Regions from separate parts of the Danio rerio genome. Here region 2 is linked to region 1. The links are chromatin contacts, called in public Micro-C maps. All regions are on one chromosome and are shown on one strand. The core of a region is the stretch at or near the end of the contact, and the rest is flanking DNA. Distances in the headings are between cores, read along the strand shown.

The links. A called contact is a pair of places that touch in the nucleus more often than the background predicts.
Region 2: a contact with region 1 is called in a Micro-C map of caudal fin, with 4 times the contacts expected there. The contact joins the promoter of dtx2 here to the promoter of clip2 in region 1. A contact is called at or near these places in 2 of 18 Hi-C or Micro-C datasets (caudal fin and an unstated tissue) and 1 of 4 datasets of contacts at active chromatin or transcription factors (embryo).

Annotation. Positions count from the first base shown.
Region 1 is chr5:65,250,557-65,255,530 of GRCz12tu, reverse strand. It overlaps clip2 (CAP-GLY domain containing linker protein 2), which reads right to left and starts at 2,722. Exons shown (of 16, transcript XM_073951531.1): 1 at 2,515-2,722.
Region 2 is chr5:65,408,129-65,412,721 of GRCz12tu, reverse strand. It overlaps dtx2 (deltex 2, E3 ubiquitin ligase), which reads right to left and starts at 2,742. Exons shown (of 8, transcript NM_001127307.2): 1 at 1,965-2,742. The coding sequence starts at 2,286.

The sequences.
Region 1 (4,974 bases), core at 1,473-3,972:
AGCCTAAAGGCCCATTATACAGTACTTCAAATTAAATAGAAGAACGAACTGAAATGACGTAATTTTAGAGTTATTTAAGAGTTATTTTAGAGTTTATTTGGGCAGTTCGAAACAGCTAACCAAAGCAAGCTTTTGGGTGAGTTAATTTCCGAGACACCTTTGAGCTACCATTGGTCTGTGGTGATTACGCAATCAGTGGGTGTGTTCTGGAACTCTGTCTTCTTTGATGTGCGGTTGGTTACCCCGAATTGTTTCCACTGGGGTCAGACAGGAAAACAACATCCAAAACAACATTAGCCACATGAATACACTGGATAGTCAAGTAGCAGGGCTGGTACAGATGTATCTGGACATCTACGACCACTCGCAGAGAGATTTTAAAGACTCTGTGGTGTTCACACTGGATGAGAAGCCACCTTCGTCAATCCACATCTTTTCTATCGGTGGCGCCATTTAGTGTTTGTCCACAGCAATTAGGAAACAAGATTTGATGATGCACAATGGCACTTCTTATGGAAAAAAGTTGTTTGCCAGAGTTTAATGAAACGGTTCTTCTCTTCCAGTCACCATTGTTGTTTAGATGAACAGCGTGGTACATTTACAACTCCGCCTATAGTGCGGGGGTGTTCGAAACAATACACGATTATCACTCAGACTTTTCGACTTTTTTTGCCTCCAAACGAAGATTGAAATAGTAAACATAGTATACTCTTCTTCATATTACCTTGAGAATAAGTTTTGAATACTTTAGCTCAGTTCTTTTGTCAGATTATAGGGTGCATTGACACCTCTTACAGGAAACCTGTGCCACGAAAAAGGTCTGCTTTAAACTTTTCCATATTTACTTCATCTCATTCACATCCTTCATTTAATTTTCAACTGGTACAAAGAATGTTTTTAAAAATAAAATTTAATAATAATAATAATTAGTTATTTGATTATTCCGACCTTAGAAATAATTGTTAATCTATTAAAATCTATAATATCTATAATGTATAACAAATTTTTTATTATATTTTTATAAATTGATAAATATTATTTAACAGTCTAATAATTTATGAACATTAAAAAAAATCCAACAACTATAACAATAATAATTAGGTACTATGATTTTGTGACTCGCGACGCAGTGGGGCAGTAGGTAGTGCTGTCGCCTCACAGCAAGAAGGTTGCTGGTTCGAGCCTCAACTGGGTCAGTTGCCATTTCTGTGTGGAGTTTGCATGTTCTCCCTGCATTTGCGTGGGTTTCCCCCGGGTGCTCCGGATTCTCCCACAGTCCAAAGACATGCGGTACAGGTGAATTGGGTAGGCTAAATTGTCCATAGTGTATGTGTGTATGTGAATGAGTGTGTATGGGTTTCCCAGTGATGGGTTGCGGCTGGAAGGCCATCCGCTGCGTAAAACATATGCTGGATAAGTTGGCGGTTCATTCCGCTGTGGCGACCCCAGATTAATAAAGGGACTAAGCCGAAAAGAAAATGAATAAATGAATATTTTGTGACTACGTAAAATAGTAATAAATAATTTATAATCAATTAATTATTATTAGTAGTAGTATTAATAATAAATTAAACAAATAATAAAAATCAATGAATAATAAGAAGGCGACGTGGTAGCTCAGTGGTTAGCACTAGCAAAAAAGTCACTGGTTCAAGTCCTGGCTGGGTCAGTAGGCATTTCTGTGTGGAGTTTGCATGTTCTCTCCGTTTTGGTGTGGGTTTCCTCTGGTTTCCTCCACAGTCCAAAATGTGGTATAAGTAAATTGAAACTAAATTGGCCATAGTGTGTGTGTGTGTTTGAATGTCAGAGTGTATGGGTGTTTCCCAGTACTCGGTTCCAGCTGGAAGGGCATGTGCTGTGGATAAGTTGGCAGTTCATTAGGCTGTGGTGATCCCTGATAAATGAGGAAAGTCGAAGGAAAATAAATGAAAGAATGATTATTTCAATCTTGGAAATAATTGTTAATCAATTCAAATCTATAACTAATTTTAAATGATAAATAATATATATTATTTAATAGACTAAAAAATCCAAAAACTCAAACAAAAACGATTATAATGTAAAGTGTATATTTATATAGCGCATTTATTGTGTATGGCCATACACCCAAAGCGCTTCACAATCATGACCACCACCAATGTGGCGTGTAATTAGCCTAGCTATTATTGTTTGGTGACTCCTTATAATAGTGATAAATTATTTATAATCAATTAATTATTAGTAGTAGTAGTATTAATAAATTAAATATATTTAAATCAGATTAAAATTTGTTTAAAATGGACAGTAAAAAATGTATCAACATAAAAAGTAGCCCTAAATATACAAGTAAATGAATACACTGTAATGACTGAAAACAAAATGAAAATACATTATTATATTAAACATTATTTTACATCAATGTACACAATAAAATTTTAGCAGGCCTACTAAATTTCGTTCTTCAGTTCTTAAGAACCGACTCGCGTGACGACTCAGACTTCATCTGCCTGCAGTTTTGGAGAACAGATTACTAACCTGGAGGAGGAGGCTCTTATCCACGTTAAACAATAATTGATGTTTGCTTTGGCTTCAGAAATAGCGAAACAAGTGGACGCCATGTTGTTTATATACCCTCTACTTTTCTTTACCACTGAACGTTGACTTTTTACAACAACAAAAAATGAAATGAAGGAAGCTTCAGTCAAAACTACCATTTATGGTCATCCCGTGAGCGACCGGAAGCACAGAGAAACAGTCCAGCTGCTGTGGAATTTATGCGTTTCCGGTCATTACCGGCTGAAGGCCAGCTGAGCTGTTCACGACACGGACACAGACAGACATTAAGCTGCTTAAAATGGAAATTATTATCATGTACTCTTTAATTTAAAATTCGTTAACGTTTTCAATCTTGAAGCAAACAAACTTAATACTACAATATACGCTATAACATGAATAGGGAAGAGTGGGGACGGTTGCAACATGGGGTAGCAGTCGCAACAAGACTCATTCCTTCATTCAGGAATGAGTAAGAGCAGGGATGCCCAAACTTTTTAGTGTGAAGGGCCAAAACCAAACATCGTTAAGAGTCGTGGGCCAAAGGTAAATATACCCATATTAAATTAAAGTTGCCTAATTAATGTGATTAATGTAACTTCCTTATTAATTGAATAATATTTCAAAATAAATAGAAAACATTAAATCATATAAACTAATGCAGAATAACTTTTTAAAAGTAGAATTGAATGCAATTAACCATAAACAATCACATTTCTAAAGCAGTGGAGTTCAATGCTGAATACACTAAACGTTGAAACATCCCCGTCTTTCTTCATCAACCTCATTCATCATCCATTGTCAGGTGACAGTATGTACATTTAAACAAAATCTGGTTAATTTATGCCATTTAATTAAAAAAAAAACATTTAACTTCAGTTAGCTTTCAACAATAAAACATTGAAGCATCCCCATCATTCATCCTTTCTTCTCAGATGGGATGGCGGGCCAAATCAAAGGCAGTATGGGCAAACTTTGTCCCTCAGGCCCTAGTTTGTGCATCACTGAGCTACAGCGATGATATTCATACTACATGAAGAGTTTAGATGCAAAAACCTCTAAATAGCGTCTGAAATTTTCTTTTAAACTGGACATTTTTCTAGGCTCCTGAATGTAGGCTTAGTAATAACACTTTTATGTCAAAGAATAAATCCCTTTCATGGTCTTTGAAGGGAAATAACTCAACATAAGCAAAGGAGGCTGAGAAAAATGTTCATTTGCAATGGAAATTTCAGACAGCACTTTTTGCATCTGAACTCTTCACATATTCTCAATTACCCTCATTCTGACTTAGAGAAATCAGCCATATGTGACCATTCCTTTAGTATATAATCATTTTAAACTATTAACTTACATAGTTTAAATCACTGTTTTCAGCTTTGATTATGTATAGCTATCAAGTGTTAAAGCTATTGTATCTCCCCAGTATAGACAGTTTGATTATGGTTGACAGAGTTGAGACAAGTGAAACATGCTGTTGCAACTGTCCCCAATTACAACAGTATTTTGAAGCTTGCCATATTAACAATGTACAATTTTTGTTTTATTAGTTTCAGTGTAATTTAATAAAGAAATTAATTCTTTGATTAATTAAAGTTCAAAGAAGTAGTTTTGTAAAGGTTCTGTCTAGATTTTCAGTAAATAATATTGTTGTTCAGTTTTTTTAGGCCTGATGTATAGTTGGTTGTTGCTTGTTCTTTTAATAGTCTATTTATACAGCCAATTTTACACATTTAACAATTAAAGCAATTTACATCTAGTCTGTTAACCAAAAAATTTGAATAAAATCCGATGTTTCAGATTTTTTTTATTATAACATTTTTTAATAACCTTATATTTTTTATAAATCAAAATAAGAAAAGCTTAAGGAAATAAACAATAACATAAACAGAACAAACAAAAAGTAAAAAAAAAAGGAACAAAGTCCATTTCACAATACACAAACAGTCGGACACAACATAATTCAGTATCATCCAGAAAGTATAATGAATTAAATATAAAAATATATATAGTTTACAGAGAAATGTGTGGGCTCCAATGCCACCTCTAATGAGTTACAAGTCAGGATTACTGATATAAAACATAATTGGGTTCCAGATTTTTAACAAAAAATCTATATTTTGTGTGTTTGCTATCCCATATCGCGTTTCTTCCATGGCCAACACATAACTTAAGCATTTTATTGAATGTTGCAACTATCCCTGTGGGTTGTTGCAACATTTGACTTTGTCTGTTCAAGTTTAAATTCTGCACATATTCTCATTTATACAGTACACACATATTATACACTGTAAAGCCCAAAAAGTTAAAGTAACACAAACTGTTTGAGGAAACTGATTGCAACAAACCATTTAAGTTAAAAAACTAATCCTAATGAGTATTGTGAACTTAATCTATTTGAGTAAACAAAGGAATTTAAGCACAGTAAAACCAAAAGAATAA
Region 2 (4,593 bases), core at 1,493-3,992, 160 kb before region 1:
CAGCACACTACACTGCTTTTCCCAGCAGCTTTGATGACCTGTTATCAAGGATAAAGCATAAATACCATACATTTAGAGCAAGTGAATTAATCAGTTTCAGCCAAGATTCACACAGGGCTTCTTTCACTCTGTGGATTTTACAGACTCTTCCTTGACAACACATTTACTTAATCCAAATGAGCAAAAAGCACATTTCCCTAACACTCTCTTAAAGTGCTGTGGCAGTACTAGACAGTAATAACTTCACATATCGTAGTATAACAGTCCAAGACAAGTAAAAATGTATATATTAATATAATTTAATGTTACATTCAAAAAATATTTTGTTTTGCTCGTTTAACTACTTATTTAAAATGAGCTGAAACAACATAATTCTTGAGAGTTCATTCGGACAACTTAATTTTTTTTATGTTCGATCCACATTAATTTGTTAAAAGTGTTAAATTAATTAATCGATTTGTGTTGGAACAACATGACTGAATTATGTGGAACCCGGCATTTTTTACAGTGTATGAAAGAGGTCTCTCTCTACTGCAAAGTTTAAATTATTTTTCTTTGTTTACATTATTAAAAAGTCATTTTTTTATGCAACACCTTGCAAAGCAATTCTGTTTAATAGATGCATAATAGATGTCTAATAGATCCATCTTGGCTAAATAGGCTGTCAGTGAACATCTAATAGACGTCTAAGAACAGCCCAAAACTAGACTAGTGCTCAAATACACCGATTAGACAGACTCCACACGTGTGCAGTCATTCATTCCTGTGGTTTTGATAACTAGTTTAGGGCCATTCTTAGAGGTCTATTAGATTTTCACTGACAAACCACGTTTGGCAATGTTTTATCTAGCCTTAGATGTCTATTAGACATCTATTAGATCTCATTTTAAACAAAAAGAAAATGCTTGCCATACGTAAAACATGGATATTCACTTTCACACAATTGTTTTGTAATTCATCACCTGAAGTGATGCTTTCATTTGCCTAAAATATTATAAAATATGTTGATTAAAGGGATCGTTCACCCAAAAATGAAAACTAAAATTATAAAACACTATTTGATTAATCTATATATTCGATTAGTCATCAAATATGCAGATTAAACAGATCATTAGTCATTCATTTCTGTTTATTTGATGACTAGTCGAATGTTGGCCGATTCTTAAATGTCTATTAGATTTTCACTGACAGGCCAAATTTAGCCTTGTTTTAGCTATCCACATTTCCTGCTGGGTTTCGTGTAATTTCAGGTGTTTCATTTTTAAGTTGTCGACTTTTACTGCAGTTTGGTACTTTCACTTTCATTCTGGAACATTTCATGCATGCGCCCCATGACAAATAAGAAATTGCATGCGAGTATGAACTGCTAGAAGAGTGTTGTTTTAATGTAATATGATGAGGGAAAATAAACCTCCGCATTTTGTGATGCAGGTGTCTGTGGTCCTTCATTGACTCGAGAGATGCAAAGAATAGTGTTTGTACAGCCATATAGACTATCCTGTCGCAAATTTCACTGAAAGTCCTACATGTTTATATATCTGTACTACATTTCAATAATGCGACTAAATGTCTTAATTTGATTTCTGTTTAGTAAGATTAAGACCTTAATCAAATTAAATTAATCATAAATCTCTGTTTACATGGTAGACAATGCTTTATCAGAGCATTATTGGTGTCCATATTAACACACTGAAGAATTTATTATATTCATTTAGCCTCACATTTACTGTTCCAAGATATTTTAAACGTTTCTTAAAGTAAAATATATTCTGTTTGATGGGAATAGTTTGTTAGACATTTAAAATAAAACTGTTTTATAGCATTAACATTAATCACAATACGGCGATATTTGTGTGCAAGGTTTTCATACCATCCGAATCTTATACAGGCCCATGTACAGCTACAAGTTTCATAGTACTTTTTTGCTGTTATTCATCAGTTTGATGTGTTGAGTACAGACTCACCAGTGTCCTGTCTGAACTGTTTGAGGTTGGGGATGTCGATGATGTAGGAGGACAGGCTGGGGTCTGCCTGAGCCAGACAGATGCTGCTCCCGGCGACCGCTGCCCCTCTCTGGTGCTGGAGGCACTGCTCGATGTAGCTGCTCACCTGTCCGGTGTAGGGCCTCCAGAAGCCCAGATCATCCTGCCATTCCCAAACCACCGCCATCGGCTGAGCTTGTCCGGGCACCCCAGACGAGGTGACAGACGAAGTCGACGGCGAAGCGAAAGACGGTCCGTTTCTAGTTCCACTCCCTCCGGAAGGGAAACTGGAGCCTGTTGCCATTGTGTCTGCTAAGAAATGACCCCAACCGATCCTAAAATAAGCCGGAGTTAAGCAGTGGGGCTGCCTGGCCCAGCTAACAACAACACCACCACCCTTTCAGTTTCACTCGTTTTCCACCCAGCTAACCCGCAGTATCCTATAAGAGATCGCTCGATGTCGTTAAAACTGTGTTTAATTCAGGAGTGAACATTTATTTATCCGCAGATTTGAAGGTAATCCCACTGATGTCGCATCTTCTTTGCTCGGCTGCTGGAGTCGCAGCTTCAGACTAGCCGCGTCTCGCTCTTCTCTTCGCCATTCAGTGCGATGCTGCTCGGCTACCGGGCTCATTAATCGGATTCATGTAAAATAACAGTTTCTGTTAGGTCGGCAGGCGGCTAATGCTGCATGGTCGTGATTTAAAACTCGCCGCTCGGCATGGTTTTTAAAAGTACGCAGTGGTTTGTGACACACTTCCTCTGCTGCGGTGTGTGTTTGTGTCGCTGCTGGTGGATTCCCATAGATACACACTGTGAAGGCAGACACAAACAGCACCCGTCTTGTTGTCGGTATGTTTACATTTTAAATTGTTCAAATATAAAAGCAATGTCGATTTTTTTAAATGACTACTGTCTATTCTTTGTTTATGCTTTGCTATGGTTAACTTCAAAATTTGAATGCTTATCTTTATATTGCGTACGTTGTCAACGGCAGATGGCTTTTATTTTAAAAGCGTAATACACTGACTAATAACAAAATAAAAGTCACGCTGCGTTTTTCTTTGTAGATGACGTTCATAAGTGATTTATTGTGTTACAACCACTGATCTATAATAGAGAAATAATGTTTCTATAAATACATTTTAAATATGGTATTTGTGGTTAAACACAAGAATCCCACTTAAATATCTGTAATACACGAGTTCTCAATTGTACCAAAATATTAGTCAGAATTAATTAATGTGTAATTAAATGTAATTAATGTGTAATAAAACTTTTGTCATGTAAGATCTGAATCCTGAAACTTTAATAGAATTTGTAATTGTGTCAATGGTAATTGTATTGGTTGTAATGGAAACTGCAAATGTTTCCTGTGAGTCTCTTGTTGCCTGTATGCTTTGTTTTTGTGGTATGTTAAAACTAATAAATCTTATTGTAATACGTTTTTTTGCATTACACTGGAAACCATAACAATTTTCATTACAATAGCCTGTGGTTTACAACGTGTTAATTGTAACCTACCACTGTAAATGAAAACTGTAAAGATGAAAATGTGTGATCCTGTCTTCAATCCAGTAGGTGGTGCTAATGCTATCCTGATGTGTCAGGAAAATAATCTCCATTCATCTAAACTCAATCTGAAGTTGTTTCTAAATAACTTTAAAATAATTCTCAGTATACGCGTAAAGCTTCAGTGCATAATTACACACACACGCACACGTTTATGAGGACATTACATGGTCGTAATGTATTATATACTGTAAAAAAAACGATTATTATACACCCTACCCCTAAACCCAACTTCAAATGAAACATGACAAACTTTGTAATGTCAAAAGACCCTGTTAAGTATGACTTTAACCGTTTTGATTTACAAGGACACGTGTAATGTCCTCATTAACCACCACAACATTGTAATGCCTAGGTCATACAAAATTTTGTCCTCATAAACCACCAAAAACCAGCGCACACACACACACACACACACACACTCACTTTAATAAAAATATACTTTTAGTTTAGTATAGCTCTTAGATGACTGTGGTGTACCTTTTTCATACGAAAACTTTATGCATCAGTTCTATTTTCCTGTTCCCCCTAAATAATATGCCATAGTTTTTGGTACAATCCCTGATTGTATTATACCTTTGGTCAAATCTGGCCCTAAAGGTTCTTTAGATTCTTTTATTTTTGACAACACAAATCTTTTTGTTGACAAAACTCTTCTCAGTTCTATGTCTAGCAAAGATATTCGCTTCGTTATTACTAGTTCTCGGATCTCTTTACCTGCTTGCATAGGTTTTTGGAATAATATATTTGATGATGTGGATTGGGAACAGTTTCTTCAGTTTAAAAACAGATTAAAATTTTTTTTTATCTAATAAAGCTGTTGAAGTCTAAATCAAAGTAATTCATAAGTGCTACTAAATAAACATCAAACTTGCTAAATTTAATAATAATATTTCCCCTAAAGGCTTATTTTGTAGTCAATATGATAAACGCTAAACCATTTATTTTGGGAGTGTACTTACCGTAAAGTGTTTTGGGTTGACTTTTCCGATTTCATTAAAAAATTCTTATTTCCAAACTTCTGTATTTCCCCAAAAAT